Linked DNA regions of Zea mays: region 1 is linked to region 2. A link is a contact called in public Hi-C data. All regions are on one chromosome and are shown on one strand. Each heading gives the region's core, a stretch centred on a gene start, on an enhancer-like site or on the middle of the called end of the contact. The rest is flanking DNA. Distances are from core to core; before and after follow the strand shown.

Region 1 (4,412 bases), core at 1,811-4,310, 160 kb before region 2:
CTTTATCAAAAAAAATGGACCTATGAAAAACTCAAAGCATTTTAAGAGCATTGCCAACCATCATATCTCAAATACACCAACCAATTAGTATTAGCGAGAATTCTCTTTTAAATCTGATTATAATAAGTCATAACGTGTAGTGCCTTTAAAACAAGTTGTTTACCAAACTCAGAATAAAGTGCTTTGTCAAGCAACTTTAACAATTCTTTCAGTAATTAATACTAGAAAAGCTACTGACAATTATGAGCAATATGAGCTCCTGGCACAAAAGAATAAAATCAGACACGACAAAAATTACTAGCCTATATCAGTTTCATGCACATGAGATCCTCCAACAAAAAAATAACAGTATAAACAAATATGATGATCCTGCAAATTTATAGAATATAAACATCTATTCATTAGACCCATGGTAGAACAGAATTATGGGTAAACCTCTCTATTCATTAGACCTACAGTAGAGCAGCATTATGGGCAAACGTCTATTCAGAATTACATGGGATAAAAAAAAGATTCCAGAGAACAAATCAAACAAAAAACATCCAAGCACGGTGCTTCAACAGATACAGTGCCAGACATTAAACTAATCTTAAGGCCCCCTTTGGAACACATGAATATGAAAACACAGAAATAGGAAAAACATAGGATTAGAGTTGGCTATGATTTGCAATCCTATTAACGATGTTTTGACCCAAGGGTCCTACCAACTAGTAAATTAGTTTGGCGTGACTAGATCCAGATGGGTGATGCAAGAAGACACAAGCTTTTATCCTAGTTCGGGCGAGATAAGGCCATACTTCCAGCATTGGGGGGATGAGACTTATATTATCTTGCACCTAAGTGCTTGTAGTAGAGGGTATAAGATGGCCAGGAGAGGGAGATGTGAAAACCCACAAGTGTTTTCCTCTCTCCAATATGAAGACCTAGAGACCTCCTTTTATAGCCTCAAGGAGGGATCCTAGGAGTGCCACGATTTGTCGTATATGGAGAGTAGGCGAGTCTGAGCCACCGTAGCCGGTATGGCCAACGGAATGGCCTTTCTGTTGACTTGAACCAGGAGGAGGACATTCGGTCCCTGTGTTTGCATCTTGACCGAGCAAAGTGCCGAGGCCAGGATCTAGGGCTCGGACGCGTACCCGAGTCTGTCTGATGGAGGTGTTGTCCGAGTCGTAGTTGAGAAAAATGTGATAAGTATGGTGAAAAGTGCATGGTAATTCTTCCTGTATGGCGTAAAGCAGACTTGACGTCGGTCCTGTAGCAAACCCGTTGTCAGCATCCTTCACAGAAGAGTTGGTGGCGTCCTTTTGTCGATGTTATCTAAGACCGAGGCCAGGCTCAGGCGAGACGGAGGTTCCTCCCGAGGCCTTGGTCGAGCCTGTCTCGTGGCATGCATTCGTACAGCGAGGGGTTAGCCTATATCAGTTTGCACACGGCCCCTAGAACCCTATCAAACATGTCAATGTCTGACAAGCATTTTAAGAGGATTGTCAAGCGCCGTACTCAAATACACCAACCAATTAGTATTAGTGAGAATTCTCTTTTAAATCCGATTATAATAAGTCATAACGTGTAGTGCCTTCAAAAGAAGTTGCTTACCAAACTCAGAATAAAGTGCTTTGTCAAGCAACTTTAACGATTCTTTCAGTAATTAATACTAGAAAAGCTACTAACAATTATGAGCAATCTGAGCTCCTGGCACAAAAGAATAAAATCAGACACGACAAAAATTACTAGCCTATATCAGTTTCATGCACATGAGATATCCTCCAACAAAAAAATAACAGTATAAACAAAAATGATGATCCTTCAAATTTATAGGATATAAACCTCTATTCATTAGACCCACGGTAGAACAGAATTATGGGTAAACCTCTATATTCATTAGACCTATAGTAGAACAGAATTATGGGCAAACCTCTATTCAGAATCACGTGGGACAAAAAAAGGGATTCCAGAGAACAAAGCAAACGAAAAACATTCAAGCACGATGCTTCAACAGTTACAGTGTCAGACATTTAACTAATATTAAGGCCCCCTTTGGAAGGAATATGAAAACATAGAAATAGAAAAACATAGGATTAGAGTTGGCTATGAATTGCAATCCTATAGGAATTGAGAACGCAGAAAAATTTCTCACTTTGCCTTTGGATGCTATGCAGAAATTTGAGTAGAGAGATAAAAGCCATAGGAAAGTTGGGATTAAATCCTGTGTTCCAAAGGGTCATGTAGGAAAATATCCTATAGAGAATGAATCCTAAAAAAATCCTTCATATTTCCTTTGTTCCAAATGGCCCTAAAGTTAATTTTCCACAATTTGATAAATTACATGCGAGGGGCAAGGCATATCAGTATCCAACTTGTGATATTAACAAACATCCAGAGAAATAAAACATGTTGAAAATTCTGGCATTGAACCCAGTTCAGATTTGTGTGATCAACAATCCTGTTACCAAACATCTAGAGAAATAAAGGATGAACATTCGACCATTTAAACTAGTAAAGACTGTAAGGTCAACAATCGATGCCCTCTTCAGAAAATCCGTACTGCAGTCTGCAAGGGCTACCTATAGCACACACCAGGCGCAATCGACAAAACATTCGCTCGCAAAGAACCATCTATCAGCACCGACACATCGCTACCTACCAATCCCAATTCGACAGCAACCTAGCAATCCGAGAATCAACACCGCAACGACGATCGATCGCTACGAGGTGCGGGTTTAACAGCGCTAATCTACCTCGCTACGGGGAAGATGGTGAGGAAGGGGGGCCACCGGCGAGTTGACAAGAAAGAAGAAAATGAGGAAGAGAGGAACCGCCGGCGTGCTGACCTGTCCCTTGACCTTAAGGTTGATGTGGGCGCCGCCCTCCGCGGGCTTCTTATCCTCCTCGCCGGCTCCAGACATCGGTAGAGGTCAGTTTCCGGGCGATCGATCGATGGCGGCGGTTGCCGGCGCTGTGCTGCGGTGGGGTTGACATGCGCCGGCGGACTCGACGCCTCTTATAGGACGGCTGCCCATATGCGAATTTGATACGAGTTCGCGTCCGGATCGTCACTGCGCGGGCGTCCTGTGGTCCGCGTGAACTGGCGCCTCGGGTTAGTGGCCAGTCAGCCAGTGGGCACCTGCCTCCCGGGTACGGCGCGTGCGCGGCTGTTCGGGGATCGGGTGCGACAGCGCTTCATGGGCCGCTGCGTGAGTTACACGCAAACCAAGTCTGTGTAGCCTGTGGGCCATACCACACCACGCTCACATCCCCGTCTTCTTCTTCGTTTACATGTTTTTTTTGCTTTTTTAGAAAGTTTTTTTTATAAGTATGAGCTTTTCAGTTTGAATTGAGAAAATAGACATTTAGTTAGGGGTGGAATCCGATCAAATACGCACGGAACAAATTCGAATGTCACAGTTTACCATTATTTTAGTCCGAATTCGGATACGAATTTGAATATCTTCGGATACAAACACAAAACGGATAGTCGAATCTGAATTCTTATTCGGATATTTACTCAATTCAACTCAAACAGCATACCCTAAAATTTAACATATGTATATGTGGATTTTTATTTAATCACAAGTCAATAGATAGTCAAAACAAATTTAAATTAAAATAGATTTCTCATGATCCTCCATATCCAAGTCAACAAAACTATATAAATAATATTTTTAAACTATCGAATTATGTAACAAAAGGTAAACAACAACATGTGATATTTAATAAGTGACATTTGTACAAATACAACTAAACTAAAATTTATATCAAATGTGTGTACCAAAATTTAAATGGAAACATAAAGAATTTAATCTATATATTGTAAAGTGGAGTGTTATAGTTGAATGTTTATGGAATTTCGTTGAGATGTGTTCTCTAAGATAAAGTGGAGAGTTATAATTTAATATTTATGAAACTATTGAATTTTATTATTGAATATCACTAGAAATATAAGCTTGATATATTTAGTTATTTATCATATAAATATTTTTAATATTTTAAATGATATATATATATATATCATTTTCTAGTATATTATTAAACTTAAAATAATTTGTAATTGGTGATAAACTTAAATTTTAAATGGTTTCATGGAACATATTTTTTCACGGATACAGATAATATCAGATGTTTTATGATTTTTCGAATACGAATATGGAATCGGATAGAGAAAAGTACTAAACGAATTTGGATACATCCATTTGACATCCATATTGAAATCGAAGTTGGATACGGATATCCATATTAGCAGTTTTTAGCGAATACGAATACTAATAATTCGAATTTCCAGACATCCATTTCCAACCCTACCTTTCGTAACTGTGCGTTTCAGTTTGGTTGTTGTTGGAGACTTGTTCTCAAATGCTATGAGTTAAGAACAAGGCAATACAAAATGTTAAAGGTTAAAGCCCTTCGTCCTTCGA
Region 2 (4,651 bases), core at 1,076-3,575:
GTATCACGTAAGGCAGTACTGGCCTCCCATTTCCAACCTGCTCTCCCAGAGCCTTGGACATGTTCAGGATATGCGCAAGGGCTCCATCGACAAACTCTTGGAGGTAAGGCCACAACGCTTCCTTCTTGAGGTATTTATCCCGCGGCCCACACGGTATGCGCACAATGTAGGCTCCGCCACTCTCACCCATCCCCTCTCCATCATTGGAACCGGCGCATAACATCTCGGTTGGCTCACCGTAGCTCCAGTCCACGTCAGGAGATGACACTTGACGAGTGAAGAGGTCCACCCTGTACACTCCAGGCATCATTGACATCGCTCTTGCAAGTTCGACCACATATTTCACCTGTGAGATTCAAAGATCAATCGCGCTCAACCATGAAAAACTTGACTCGGCATAAGGAACTTCTCCCAAGTAACTGACCAATGATGTTTACCTGGCCACCTGTATCAGAATCACGACCTAGTTCCATGTTTTCTCCACGAACAAGACCATGCACGCTGCAGTCAAAAAGGCAGTCAACAAAGAAACAGCTTGTGAAAATCCAGAAGTTTAACTGTAAATTATTTTTATAAGAAAAAAATACCAAAATTTCTACTCCTACGATGTGCAAAGTGCAAAGAAAACTAAGGCTAGAGGCTTTTTTTTAGAAACGACGGCAAAAGCTTTCCATGGATTTTATTAGACGATAGAATAAAAAAAACTATAGCCATAAAAAAGGCTAGAGACATTTCATTACGATATATATATATATATATATATGGTTTACCAATTTAGCACAACATAGAACAAAACAATGTGCAAGTGGGTAGACCTGATGAGCACAATGTAAAGCTTCTTCTCCTTATTGTCGTCAGACCAGACGGTAAGGTCAGAGAAGTTCCTCTGGAACTTCTTCTTGGTCGTCTCAACCGGCGCAAGCTCGCCGATGGTGTCTCCCTTCTCGCCTTCTGACAGATCCTCGGCCAGGTCCTCCGTCGCCTCACGACGCACCTGCTCCTGTTCCTTCCTTCTTGCCGAGATTCTCTGGATGCCCTCCAGCTCCAGCTGCTCATAACACAATTCAGAAAGCATCAGCAGAGGGCGAGAATCTCAGCGCGAATATGTGGAATTCTCTGTTGCCATGGACAAAACCGTAAATCCAGGCTGTGACCAGTTTATTTCAATTCAAAAAAAGGCGAGGAGAAAGCAAACTAAATCCGCGAGTATACCGTATCCGTCCTGACAGGTAGTACATGCTAGAACGACTGAATGAGATACCTTTATACGAACAACAGTGAAACACTGCAATCAACTAGTAAGCTTCTTTTTAGACGTGACATCCAGTTAAGCGTGCGGTTCTGAATTCAGAAAGCACCACAACCAACCATGCATGTCTGATCTACCATCATCGGGCATAAACATTAAAACATCAACCAGAAACAAGTTCATAAAGGGAACAATTAAAATATTTATAAGATATTCTACTCGCTGTGCAGTGTGCGCTTCATTAATCCGTCCAGCAAACAGAGAACACTTGAAAATCATCTAATTCAGAGACGAGCGAGAATGTAAAAATAAAAAAAACAGAACATGCAGCGAGAGAATTTAACCGAGAAAGAGGCGGGCGCGAAACCCTGACCTGCTTCTTCTTGCGCGCGAGGTGCCAGATCCGCCAGCACATGTTCTCGAGCCTGGTGCTGCGCTCGCGGGCGTTGCGGGTGGCGACGACCTTGATCCACGTCCGGTGGAGGTCGCTCTCGTCGACGCCCTTGACCACCTCCTCGACGAAGTAGTGAGAGGGGTTGAAGTTCATGTGCGCGCCGCGGGGGCTCGCCGCCTTCGTCGGCGACCTGGGGTCCCCGCCGCCGCCGCCGCCGCCGGCACCCCGCGACGAGGTGTGGCTGTCGAGGATCGCCTCCAGGTACCCATTGATCCACTCGTTCCCGGCCATCGGATCCTCCCCCCGACCTCCTCCTCTCCCGCGCGCCCGGCCGGAACTCTACCGTAGATCGCTCGCTGCGGGAGCACTAGCCCAGGCGCCCACGCTTCTCCCACCCGCTTCGCTTTTCGCCTCGCGCGTGAGTCCTTCCTGGCCGTTGCTCTGTTTCCTGCTTTGGCGCGGCAGCGAGAAAGCGCGCCCGTGTCCCGGCGCGCGTGGCCACTGGCGACTCAAGTCGAGAGTCGAGACTCGAGAACGAGGCTGCGAGTGTTAACTGGAACCGATCGAGAGAGGACGGGGGATCCAGGCAGGGGAAAAGGCGCGCGCGCACGCATGCACCACGCGTCACCGCGGCATCGGAGCAGGGAGGCGGAGAGAGAATTTGAGAAAGAAGGGAGGTTCGTGCCGTGCATGCAGTTGCAGCGGCGGCCGCGGTTATAGGGGGGCTTCCGTTGCCACGGACGGAGAAGGGAGGAGGCGCGCGGGCGGGTGAGAGCAACTCCAGTAGTTCTCTAAAAACTTTCTAAATCAATAATTTAGGTAGTTAACATGAAAACTATTTTCCAACAGTTCTCTAAATGAACTTTCTAAATTTAACAACTTGTTATCTAACCTCATTTTCTCTCTACATTTGGCAACCATTTAACAACTCCCTAAACAAAAATGTTGACTGCATTATATAGTTTTTGTGACTTATTTTTTATGTGGATAGATACAAAACAAAATTACAACCTATATTTAGAGAACTATTGGAGAACTCATATTTTTTTACTCCAAAAGTCATTTAGCAATTTCTTAAATATGTGATTTAGAGAGCTAAAATTTACATAACTATTGGAGTTGCTCTGAGAAAGCCGCGGCACTGGCGAAACGTGGCTAGGCCGTGGCCCCACCCCAGCTCGTTGCGCGTCCGTTGGATTTCGCTTCACCGTCCGTTAGTTAGGATTCGCATTCGCAGGCGGTTACGGATCGTGCCGTGCGTGCGCTCGAGGGTGGTGATGCTTACGTATGTGGACGCCCTGCGTCACCCGCACGAATCGAATCCTTTCTGCAGCCACCCATGTCCCATGCATGCAGCAGGCGCGCCCGGCTGGCCGCCGGTCGAACGCATGTCCTGCCGGCAGCGACGCCGACGCGATCGATACCCTGTTGCACGGCGTAGTATATCCACCCACCGGACCATGGGTGTTGCGCGTACTCCGTAGCCGTAGGAATAGTATGTAGTAGTAGGATATACAGGGGGGGACGTACGGAAAATGACGATCGCTACGTGGGATTTGGTGCGGACGACACGGCGCGTTTGGCCCGTTGTTGGCGGGGACAAACCGCTCGCCGTCACCGCGAGCCCTCTTGCGCCGGCGCGTCGCGCTCGGCCCTCGTCTCCGATCGAGCGCGTACCGATCGGGCACTCAATGCACTGCGCTAGCTGCCGCCGGACCGGAATATTTCACCGCACATATATATATTCCGCTAGGATCTCTCATCCGATCCTCACACTCACACACCAAACATTGGCATCCATTTATCTGTACCAATTTATATATTCTGCATGCAACAGTAGTCTCTTGTTAATTTTCATCGGTTAAATGCTTTTTTTTATAATGGAAACAAGAGTTCCGGCTTTTCGCATCAGATGCGTACAGCCATTACATATCAAATATTGACTTAATGAACAGTTCTTTAAAAAATAAAACTAACTCGACGAAACCAAATAACATGGCTATGAAAAACACTAGGCACACTCAAGTCTTGCATTTGATCGTCATCCATGAAACGCAAAGATTTCCATCGCCACCATTTCTAGAGCTTGACACACATCGATAATTTGTTGATGTACATCCTACTTTTGTAGGAGTCTCCAGAACCTGAACCAGTGGGTACCTCTGAAGATGACCTGTACAATTGATGGTATTGGTTTTTTATTAAATGCCACCTCATCGGTTAAATGCACACCCCCGTGCTAAAACATGTGCAACACATATCATAGGTGAGTACATTTTACATAAAAACTGTATGGTTGGACAGGTTAGCATGAGTATCTAGTGAATAGTGATCCAACGTAAATTTTGCCAAAAAAGACATACCACTGCCAGTGTGCGTTGGATGCAAATCGGATGTCATTAAATGTCGGATGCCTTTAAATGTCTGGATGTATGGTTGGACAAGTTAGTTAGCATGAATACACATGATATGTTCACTTATAAAAATTATATTGTTTATGAAATTAAGTAATTGTCATTGATAATATATATTTTTGTCGATACTTGGGTCTACCAGATTAAATGACAAAAACTATCTGATTTTTGCCGACAAACGAATTAGTCCATCTAGTTTTCGTCGGCTATGCTCCGCCCAGGGAAATTAGTTGCTCTGATTTTCGTGGTCCAGTCATACATATCCAATCCTCATCACATAAATTCACAAATACATGTATTTATCCACATCCCATACACACACATATTCAACTATATCCCATACACATACATATCCAACCAAATTAGTCAATCTAGCTCAATTATAACGCATACATATTCAACCATATTCCATACATTCACAAATACATATATTTGCCCACGTCTCATACACACACATAATTCAATTCACAACACATCACATAAATCATGCACACCATATTTATGAATTCATAATAGAACTTTGAGTAACATAAGTTGTTCACAAGTCTGAATCGTTCCAAATAACATAACAAGGATCAATATTCAATCCCTCAA

The links. A called contact is a pair of places that touch in the nucleus more often than the background predicts.
Region 1: a Hi-C map of tassel shows a contact between it and region 2, with 2.6 times the contacts expected there. The contact joins the promoter of LOC100281934 here to the promoter of LOC542711 in region 2. A contact is called at or near these places in 3 of 25 Hi-C or Micro-C datasets (bundle sheath, endosperm and tassel).

What each region holds. Positions count from the first base shown.
Region 1 is chr8:168,393,595-168,398,006 of Zm-B73-REFERENCE-NAM-5.0, reverse strand. It overlaps LOC100281934 (ubiquitin-like protein SMT3), which reads right to left and starts at 3,060. Exons shown (of 3, transcript NM_001154853.2): 1 at 2,832-3,060. The coding sequence starts at 2,906.
Region 2 is chr8:168,233,075-168,237,725 of Zm-B73-REFERENCE-NAM-5.0, reverse strand. It overlaps LOC542711 (sucrose phosphate synthase 1), which reads right to left and starts at 2,325. Exons shown (of 12, transcript NM_001112224.2): 1 at 1,623-2,325; 2 at 816-1,048; 3 at 438-501; 4 at 1-346. The coding sequence starts at 1,934.